Linked DNA regions of Gossypium hirsutum: region 2 is linked to region 1. Evidence: chromatin contacts called from public Hi-C data. All regions are on one chromosome and are shown on one strand. The core of a region is the stretch at or near the end of the contact, and the rest is flanking DNA. Distances in the headings are between cores, read along the strand shown.

Region 1 (5,090 bases), core at 728-3,227:
GCCATTCGATAACAGTGTGAGCATGATTGACGGTAATTCTGGCACTGATGATGATGCTGAAGATGCCGCTACTAGTGCAGTATTTTCACAACTCGTAAATCCTCGTGGAAGATAGACGGTAATTCCGGCAATGGACATCCTGCTTAAAAATCTGGTTCTCCTTGCTGGCTTTGCTTGAGAGAATACTTGGAAAAATCCCAAGATGTTTAATGAAGGTTTTTTTTTCTTACAATTATTCTGTTATTTCTCATCAAATTTTCATCCATAATATATTTAGTTTGTAATATAGTTGAGTGATGGTTACCAATTATATCCATCCGAAATTTGCATGTAATGTACCATAAATATCCATTATTGTTGATTTAATTCATGTTACTATTACACAGTTACCCGATAAGGAATATATCTCATTTGTTCTCTGCTCACTGCATGAGTTCACAATTTATGGCTATTTTAGTTATTTTTCTTGTGAGATAAAAGAGGAATTTTATTGCATATTTATTTTATTTGATGAACTGCCAAATTGGATTTACTACAGAACATTCGACACTGGATCTTATCATATTCAGACAAACTCAAAATCAACATATCCTTAAACTGCAATCCAACCTGTCATTCTAAAAAATGCATGATTTATCTCCTACAAACTATTCCACTCCCACTAGAGGCTCTGCTGGTGCAGTCTAGAGGGCTGTAGTCCATCAGCGATGAATCTCTTTGGTCCGATGCTCTGGCTGGAGGAAATTTACAGGTATAACAATCGGCAGTGAGAAGTGATGACGTTCGATATTTGTCTTCTCCTCCAACTATTGGCATTGCCGTGCCTGGTTTTGCAGGGTTCATGAAATCCGGCTGATAAGTCCTACCAAGTACTCCTTCAACTTTCGAAGATAAACCGTAGAACTTGAATTGCAGCTCTAAGTGAGCAAAACAGTCGTCAGAGGGTATTTGGTAGTTATGAATACGATCATCTTCCCTGGTCACCGGCACCACATTTACTGAAATCTCAGCAATATCAGGTAAAGTCACTAAGACACTATTCTTGTCAGATGTTCTCTCCACTGTAAGGTCACTTTCCGGGGATTTCCATGATGATAAATGGCCTTCCGGTACGACAATTACGTTCCCATTGTAAGAGAACCTCAGATGGTCAAATTCCTCATCCCAAGTTGCTGCACGTTTGGCCTCAAGAGAAAAGGTTTCGGATCCAGAGAGGACACCAATTGCTTGAATCCAAGTATAATCCCGGGTTCGGCCTGCTGGCCTTAGGCCAATGAACCTGCCATTAATTTGGAGGTTAGGATCCGATACCAAACTGAAATGCTCATTGCTCTTCCCGTGGAAATAAAACACGATGCCATCACCGCCGATGAATCTAGGATCCAAGCATGCTGCCCCAGGGGCATTGCAGTTCGGCTTCCTATCTACAATCACGAAAAAAAAACCAGACATTGTATCAACACTTTAAATAAGTTCAACATGAAATGATTAATCTGTTTTTTTTTCCTGTTTACTTTTGCATTCAGCTTTGCATATAGGGGAATCGCAATTAACATAGCAAACTTTTGCCTTCCGATCCGACGGCTTCGTCGATGGGCATTGAGACGGGCATGTCATCGTCTTGAGAAAGCAAGGACTCCTACGTGAAAAGCAAGTCCTACGTTCTGGAACACCCTGCCCATGAATCTGCACCGATGCTGCTGATATGAAGAGAAACAAAATAATCAATGAGGAAGCATTGCTAATGATCTTCATTTTTTTTTTGTTAAAAGAAGCCTAAACTCCACAAGGTAGCCTTAAAAGTAAAAACCCAACTTTCAGAGATTTATAATCTCTTCTGAGAATCTTTACTTATCCTATAATTTAGCAGCTTTTGAAGCAAGAACATGGTCTCATTGTAGCATTCACAGGATTGTATAGTTTTGGTCAATGCTTTGGGATTCGTATTTGTGATTTAAAAATTGGCTGTTGACAATCTCTTAAGTTGGTCTAGGACTAGGATGGATTCATTGTTGAGTGACTTGTTTTTGGTCAACCCCATGTGGGATGGCTTGAATACCTTTCTAAACCTCATTGGCAATTTTAAACAGAATTTTCAGCAAGGAACATTATTTGATTGCAGTCATTTCATTGGGCTATCTTTCATATGAATTATATAAATATCAACTAGTACATGCATCGATAAATTTGGTTTTGAATTGTGGTTTCACTCAAATTGGGTTGTTTGTTTATTGAAAATAGTTTCAAGAAAATGATTTTCGAAAAATGACTTAATTTCTTGAAAAAATTAATATTTTTTGGTGTTAGATGAATATATGCAAAATATTTTCTATTTTTGTTGAGAGATTTCTTAAAAATATTTTATAAAAGTTATGAAACAAACATACATCTGCGATTTTCTTATCTTTTCATTGTTTAATTGAGTTTATTTTATATTTATAAATTTATATTTTACATTATTTTTGCATATATTAAAAATATTTTGTTAAATTCAGGCGTCATTTTTTAGTTATATGACTACTAATTGAGTATTTTTTATTTAAAAAAGTGACATCAACAAAATTGACAAAAAAAATTTATCAATATCAACAATTGAACTTGATATTCAAATCTGAAAAGAAGGATTAAATTCTTGAAAATAAAAGTATAAAGGCTAAATTGCAAATTTGTAAAAAGTACATAGAATTATGACATATTTTAACTTTTATACTACAAAACATTTATTATTAATATATTTATAATTGTAATAAATATTTATTATATAATATTAATATTGAATATTTTCAATTAAAATAAATTCAAAGTATTAAATAATTTATTAAAATAATAAATTATATCAATAATTTATTATATGAATAAATATAGATAATAAAATATGTATTTTTAATAATATTGAAAAATATAATATTTTAAATTAAAATATTAAATATTTTTAAAAATAAAAATAAAATTTATTATCAATATAATAAAATTAAACTTGATTTAATTTAATTTTTATATAAAAATAAAATTAAATATTGAGGAGCTCTTTTCCATTGACTAAGTTCTTTTTAAATTATATTTTACTATTTTGTGAATTAAAAATCATTAATTAATTGTGTATCAAATTTTTAAAATTCACAAATAAAATTAAAAAAATTTGCTATTGAAAATATATTACGTATAACATCAATAATTTTTCTTTAATAGCACAATCTAAATGAGGCAGCTAAATAAAGGTAAAATATTATTAACTTCTTTATGGTATAAAGGATGACTTCAGTCTTCCATAGAAACTGAGCTTCTTAAAGGAAATCCATTGGTCAACATCTTTTACTAAAAGATTAGATATATATGTGTTACATAAAAGACGGTATCTTGAAAAAAAAAAGGTTACATAAAAGACAATATATATGAATGAAGAACCATTTAGAAATGAAAATATTGAATTATTGTCAGTCTATATAGCTTAAGCTTTCATTATTTTAACTGATAACAGCTACCATTCCATGACTTTATTTCTTGCAAACAATGCCATATCCAGCTGAAGCCCCACGGGTGCAGTCGAGGGTGAGAATTTCAGTCTGAGATGTGGTCTCTTCATTTGAACCAGTTTCTGGTGAGAACAAGCATGTTGAACAGTCTGGAGAAAGAAGTGAAGTTGTCCTATATTTATCTTCACCGCCCACAACAGGCATTGCCACACCAGGCTTGGCCGGGTTCTCGAAATCGGGCCTGTAAGTCCTTCCAAGGACTCCATCAACATTAGGGGAAAGGCTAAAGAACCTAAACTGCACTTCCAAGTGAGCAAAGCAGTCATCAGAAGGTACTTTGTAGTGGTGAACCCTGTCATCTTCTTTGGTCACTGGAACTACATTCACCATAATCTCTGCTGTGTCCTTTAATGTTACAATCACACTGTTCTTGTTTTCTACTCTCTCAACTTTCACTTCCTTTTCAGGGGAGTACCAACTTGAGAGTGCACCTTCTGGGACAACTAGTTCCTCCCCGTTGTAACTGAACTTTAGATGGTCCACTTCACTGTTCCATGTTGCAGCCTTAGTAGCCTCAAGTGAAATGGAGTGAGAGTTGAACAGGATTCCAAGTGCTTGAATCCAAGTAAAGTCCCGAGTTCGGCCTGCGGGGCGGTGGCCGATAAAGCGGCCATTGATTTGTAGACTGGTATCAGACACCAAGCTGAAGTGCTCATTGCTTTTTCCATGGAAGTAGAAGACAATGCCATCACCACCGATGAATCGGGGATCGTAACATGCTGATCCAGGACTATTGCAGTTTGGTTTCGATCTAAAATCACGAAAGAAAACATAAATTAAACTTTAACATGTATATGAGACGCTTTAAAATGAAACAGAAGAAGGTGATCTTACATTTGCAATGTGATTTGCAGACAGGTGAATCACAGTTAACATGGCAAACTTTAGCCTTTCGGTTTTCATAGCTAGTGCTTGGACATTCATAGGGGCATTGTATATACTTTCCATAGCACCGGCTTGCCGGATTGCTGCAATAAACAGAATCTGCTTTTGCTTGAATCACAGTTGAAACAAAGATGATGAGAATGATAAAGAAAGAGCTGCTTCTTATCTCCATGCTTCAGTTAGTAGAAAGAAACAAGAATTATGATTCAAATGATGTGACCAACTCCTGGATTTATTGTCCCTATATATAGTGTTGGAACTGCTGTGTTTCGTAGTATTATCTGTTATATTTTACTAGCAATGTTGTATAATGTTTGCACTAAAATTGAAGCATGAACATGGGATATATAGGAACCTTTTGAATGCTTTTATCTTAAGGATTGAAGTCAGGGCTCACCAATGTAATCGATTATAAATAATGAAAGGATAAAAACTGTTGCTTCGAGGATAAAACATTAATTTGTCCCTTTACTTTGTTCTGAAAAAGTTGAACATTTCTTTAATTTATTCAGATTCAGGATTTAAAGACAAAATATGTATTCTGCAAGTACACTGCATCCTCTTCAATGTTCAAATTAATTTTATAACGCCAGAAATAGGGGTATATTTTCTCAAATTGAAAGTCATGGAGCTGCAATATCATGAATGTATGCCAACTATTAAATTAGAATT
Region 2 (5,090 bases), core at 1,142-3,641, 150 kb after region 1:
GACAATCGCATTGCAGCGCTCCCACTGATGACCCATATCCTCCGGTACCATGGTTTTAGAACAGGTGCCATCCACAAATCCCAACTTGTTTTTTGCCAATAACGCAATTCTCATCGTCCGACTCCAAACAGTGTAATTCTCAACACCTGTCAACTGATGAGCGACGAGCAATGTACCCGGAGTATCTGATGGATGAAGATAACACGGGTGATTGAAATCAAGAACAGAATCAGAGAGACTCATCTTCTTTGTTACTGAAAGAACCCAAAAAGAAAACAAAGATAACCAGCAATCCAAAAAACGTCGAAGACACAAATGAAAAGTGCCCTAGAGAACAAACCAAAAACTGCCAGAAAAAACGACTACCATAGCATCTGATACCATGTTGAAAAAAATTCTCACTTACTTGTTTAATACACAGAGTATGTTTACATTTATAGACTATTTGTTTAACTAACTAACTAATCTTGTAACTGCCTAATTTTGCTAACTACTAACTACATTAACTTCTCAACAATATTTTTGTCAATTCGAATTTAATATCATCAATTTTTTAAAAAAAATTAATTTGACCATCAACCTTTTAAAAAGAATTAAATTGTTTTTTTAACTGAAATATTGACTAAAACATTAAATTTTTAAATATGATAGCTCGAATGACAATCCACATGTATTTCATGCCAATTTTTTTAATTTTTATAATTTTTTTTAAATTTAAATATTTTTATTTTTATTTTTTCAAAATTATTTGTTGACATGACATATAAGATAAATTGTGCGATGCCAACATAAAAGTACATGTGGACTACCATGGAGGTCGACACACTAATATTATTAAAAAACTAATGTTTTAGGCAGTATTTTTATTTTTTTAAAAACAATAATTTGACTTTTTTTTGAAAGGCTGAGGGTTAAATTTAACTCAAAAAAGAACAAAGACCAAATCGATAAAAATATAAATGTTGAAAGCTAAATTTGATATTACGATGTTTTGTAAGATAAGGATGGATGGAAAAAGCACAACCTTTTTGGTGGGCAAAGTAAGGCATACAATTGGGAAGAGTTACCTGCAAAATTTGTTTGGTTTTTGTTGGAATTGTTTAGTACCTAAATTGGTTTTTGAGACAATGTTGTCCTTAACTACCCAATTTGATAATTGCAGTTTGGTCTTTGCTCTTACAAGCTTGTCTCCTTGTTTAATTATGATTAATGCATGGCTAATATTTTATTGCTTCCATATTCACTTAAGTTGTTTATTAAATACTAAAATCTTTTCTCCAGCTATTATTTAAGTTAACAATGTAAACCTAGAATTTATTTATTACAATTTCTTTTCACATTAAAAGAAAGGTCTTGTTGAGAATTGAATTTTAAGTTGTTTATTAAATGGTTTTGATTATTTATTTTTTTAAGTTGTTGATTTATTATACTAACGTTGATTTAAATAAAAAATATATATATTTTAGATTTGTTATATCATTTCAATTCTAGAAATTTTTGAGTTAAAATTATTTAAGTTTGAGATTCGAATTTTTTTAATCCAGTTATTATGGATTTGGATTAGTTATATCTCTACCTCTCGAACACACCCTTCAAGCACCTACTCCCTAGAAAGATTCTTAAATACTTTTTTTTTAAAATACTCTTCAATTACACAATCACGTGAATCTTGTACATTAATTATCATATTTGGCATTAACCATCATGTCTCATCTGAAATGATTAACAATGTGTCAAATTACCACTCTATTTAGATCTATGGTGATAAGCTACTTGGCCAACTTGCTTTAAGATCACCAACAGAGGAATCACACGTGACACGTTGAGATCGTTGTTAAGAATATATAAACTCTTAACCTCATCTGTGAAAGGGGATCTCTCTCTCCACTACTTACTTAAACCCATAACTATCATCTTCTAACTATCACACGCAACGAATCTTTCTCTTACCCTAAGCAAGATAAACCATGCTACATTACCATTATTTTTATTTTGTCGGACTGTATCAACATAATTATTTTTAGTTCTAATTATTATAAATTTATGACATTTTAAATTCAAATTATTTCGGATATTGCCCTTTTTGAATTAAGTTTTTTTAGTTTAAGGTTGAAATAAAATCGAGTTTTATAATAATTAAATTAGGTTGTGTGGAGTTTTCGAAACCGTAAGGTCTATCTCCAAGTCAAACAAATACGTCGACTGTACGCCAAATGTGCACAGTACCACGTGGAAAATGAAAGCCCATGTCACCGCCTGCCAACGTGTCGCCTCTCTAAACCGTATCTCCTGGCCCCACGTCAACCTCCAATTCGACGGCCAAGATTTCATCACAAAAACCTTCTTCCACTTCTCCTATAAAAATAGCTTTCACCATCTTCAAGTTTCAATCTCCACCCCTTTCCACCTACAAGTTTTTATTTTCTCACCTTATTTTCTCGAGAAATTTTTTTAGCTCTTTTGTTCTGCTATAACTAATGGCTACTCTAATGCTCTCTCTCAAAACAGCGCTAATATCAACTGGAGTCATATCCGTAGCGATTCTGCTTAAAGTTTCAGCTCCATCGGTGACTCAGTTTGTAACGTCTGGTATTCCTTCAATTTACGGTTTAATACTCTCTTTTCTTCGGCCTCCGTACCTTTACCTTCTTATCAACGGCATCATCATCTCTATCGTCGCCTCTTCCAAGCTCCAGGCGCAGAAACCAGAGTCTACTGAAGAAATTAATCCTTCGCCGGAGATAGTTTCGCCGGCGCTCAAGGTTCCAAGCGAAGTATTTAGCAATGAGTACAGTTACGGAACTCCTGCAGCAACAGTCTTGGTGGCGGAGGAGATTAAGAGAACGGTGGAAGAGGAGAAAGTTAAAGTGGTGACGGAGGCGGCACCGGCACCATTGAGGACTGAATCTATGGAGCTTATTAGTTTGATGGCGGAGAAGCCGCCGGTGGCGAGGAGGTTCGGTCAGCGGAAAGCTGTGAAAGCGGCCACGGAAGGTAAAACTACTAAAACCTCTAAACCTCTCGCATGAGATTTCAAAATGAAACGATTATGAATATACGTGAAAAGTCGAAATTATCCCTAATCTTTACATCAAATTTCAATTTAAATCAAAGTAGAAATGCGAAAATTATTACAAGTGTACGAATTTCATTTTGCACTATAGATTTGTAACGGTAAGGATAGAACAGTAAATTTGATGGTGGTTGGTGCAAAAATTTTGCAGGGAAAGCCTTGAGAGTGTCGAAGCCAAAACGGCACGATACATTGGAGGCAACGTGGAAAACGATCACGGAGGGTCGTCCGATGCCGTTAACACGTCACCTGAAGAAATCCGACACTTGGGAACAACGCACTCAAAAGGACCATAATACCCCTCCCCCTCCTCTCCCCAACACCATGAAGAAATCTGATACCTTCAACGAACACTCCAGGGAACCGCCACTGGCTCGATCCTCTGGCTCAGGAAAACTCAAGAAAGACCCTTCGTTGAGTCAGGACGAATTGAACCGCCGAGTGGAAGCGTTTATTACGAAGTTCAATGAGGAAATGAGGTTGCAAAGGCAGGAGTCTTTGAATCAGTATCAGGAAATGCTTAGAAGAGGGGCACAGTAGAGAATTTACTGACCTCTTGGGGTTAAAAAGTAAAAGGACTCTCTTATTTTTTACTTTTTACCTTTTTTGTAAGTGGGGGTAAATAGTTCCTGCTCTGTAAAGGTGCTTTTGACTTTCCTTTTCTTCTAGTTTTGTTTTAATGTAATGTTGATCATTGGAACTCCATGATTTTGTGTAATAGCTCAAATACAGCATTTGCCATATTACGGTCTGCATGTCCTTCAAATACATATAAAAAAATAAATAACATTAGATTATGCATGGATGTTCTCAAATTTTATATAATACAGATCTTTAATTTCTCAAAATCCATTTAAATACATTATTTATTTATTTTTAAAATATTTTTAAAAAATATATATATAAATATAATTTATTTGAATTTAATACATCAAAATTTTTATTATTTCAATTTTTTACAGTTTCAATCAAAATTACACTTAATATATATATTTAAAAAATTTACGTAAAACTTTTCACCGATAGTATTTCATAATTTATAGCATGCATAAGATTACGCCAATGGCGTCCCCTACATGTCACTAAAAAACCGCTTGCAATGCATTGCATTTATTAATGGTGAGGTTGCAGTGTTACCTTGTTTTTAGGTTAGTGGACATATTGGGTTGTTGTTACGTTGATGTCATTTCATTTGCATCATTTTAGATTTACCAAAAATCTTATACGATGTTCGTTTCCTGCCATTAAATTATTGTAATGTCCAAAATTTGTCAAAGATTTGGTCGAGTTTGGTTGAATCTGCTTCGCATATCTTCAGATTTAGCATCTCAAATATATACATATTTGTTGAAATTGCTACTGTTTTTTTTTTTTTTCTCTTGGAAGGTGACACATTATTTGTGATACTAAATAGAAATTTGTTAATTATTTTGGAAACTAACTGGAAGGAAACTTGTCATAATATGATGGATTTCTTCCTGTGGAAAATCCATTTTTATTTTTTTAGAAATTCGTAATTATTCTTTTCAAGTGATCTTTAATATTCAAACCTGATTTTCTTTCTTTCTTTTTTGACTATTTAATATTACACTCAACACTGATCGGTAAAAATAATTTTTGAAGTATTAATGGATACCGAACATGTGTCCAAAATGGTTATTAATAAGGTTTATTGGGCCTGTTGGATCGGGCACAAACAAGTTTTTGCTAGTTGGGAATGACCTATGTCGGCCCGGTCAGCTTCCACTTCATATGAATTCTTAAAACATTCTGACCCAACTTGTAACTGAAATTAAGACATAGTTTTGCCATTGTGTAAGGAACACACAGCCTTTCAGGGCCCCTAATTGACATAGTTTTGCCATTGTGTAAAGAACACAGCCTTTCAGGACCCCTAATTGACATAGTTTTGCCATTGTGTAAGGAACACAGCCTTTCAGGAACCCTAATTGACATAGTTTTGCCATTGTGTAAGGAACACACAGCCTTTCAGGACCCCTAATTTTCCCATGGAAAC

The links. Hi-C and Micro-C count contacts between places; a contact is called where the count stands out from the background.
Region 2: a contact with region 1 is called in a Hi-C map of leaf, with 2.1 times the contacts expected there. The contact joins the promoter of LOC121213801 here to the promoter of LOC107917730 in region 1. A contact is called at or near these places in 2 of 34 Hi-C or Micro-C datasets (both in leaf).

The regions. Positions count from the first base shown.
Region 1 is chrD01:7,857,569-7,862,658 of Gossypium_hirsutum_v2.1, forward strand. LOC107917730 reads right to left here and starts at 1,978. Exons shown (of 2, transcript XM_016847017.2): 1 at 1,515-1,978; 2 at 486-1,424. The coding sequence starts at 1,755. The coding sequence ends at 634. LOC107917729 (receptor-like protein kinase THESEUS 1) reads left to right here. Exons shown (of 1, transcript XM_016847016.2): 1 at 1-425. The coding sequence ends at 115. It overlaps LOC107917575, which reads right to left and starts at 4,606. Exons shown (of 2, transcript XM_041086925.1): 1 at 4,364-4,606; 2 at 3,495-4,281. The coding sequence starts at 4,590. The coding sequence ends at 3,495.
Region 2 is chrD01:8,004,310-8,009,399 of Gossypium_hirsutum_v2.1, forward strand. LOC121213801 (translation initiation factor IF-2) reads left to right here and starts at 2,392. Exons shown (of 2, transcript XM_041086927.1): 1 at 2,392-2,994; 2 at 3,225-3,814. The coding sequence starts at 2,478. The coding sequence ends at 3,613.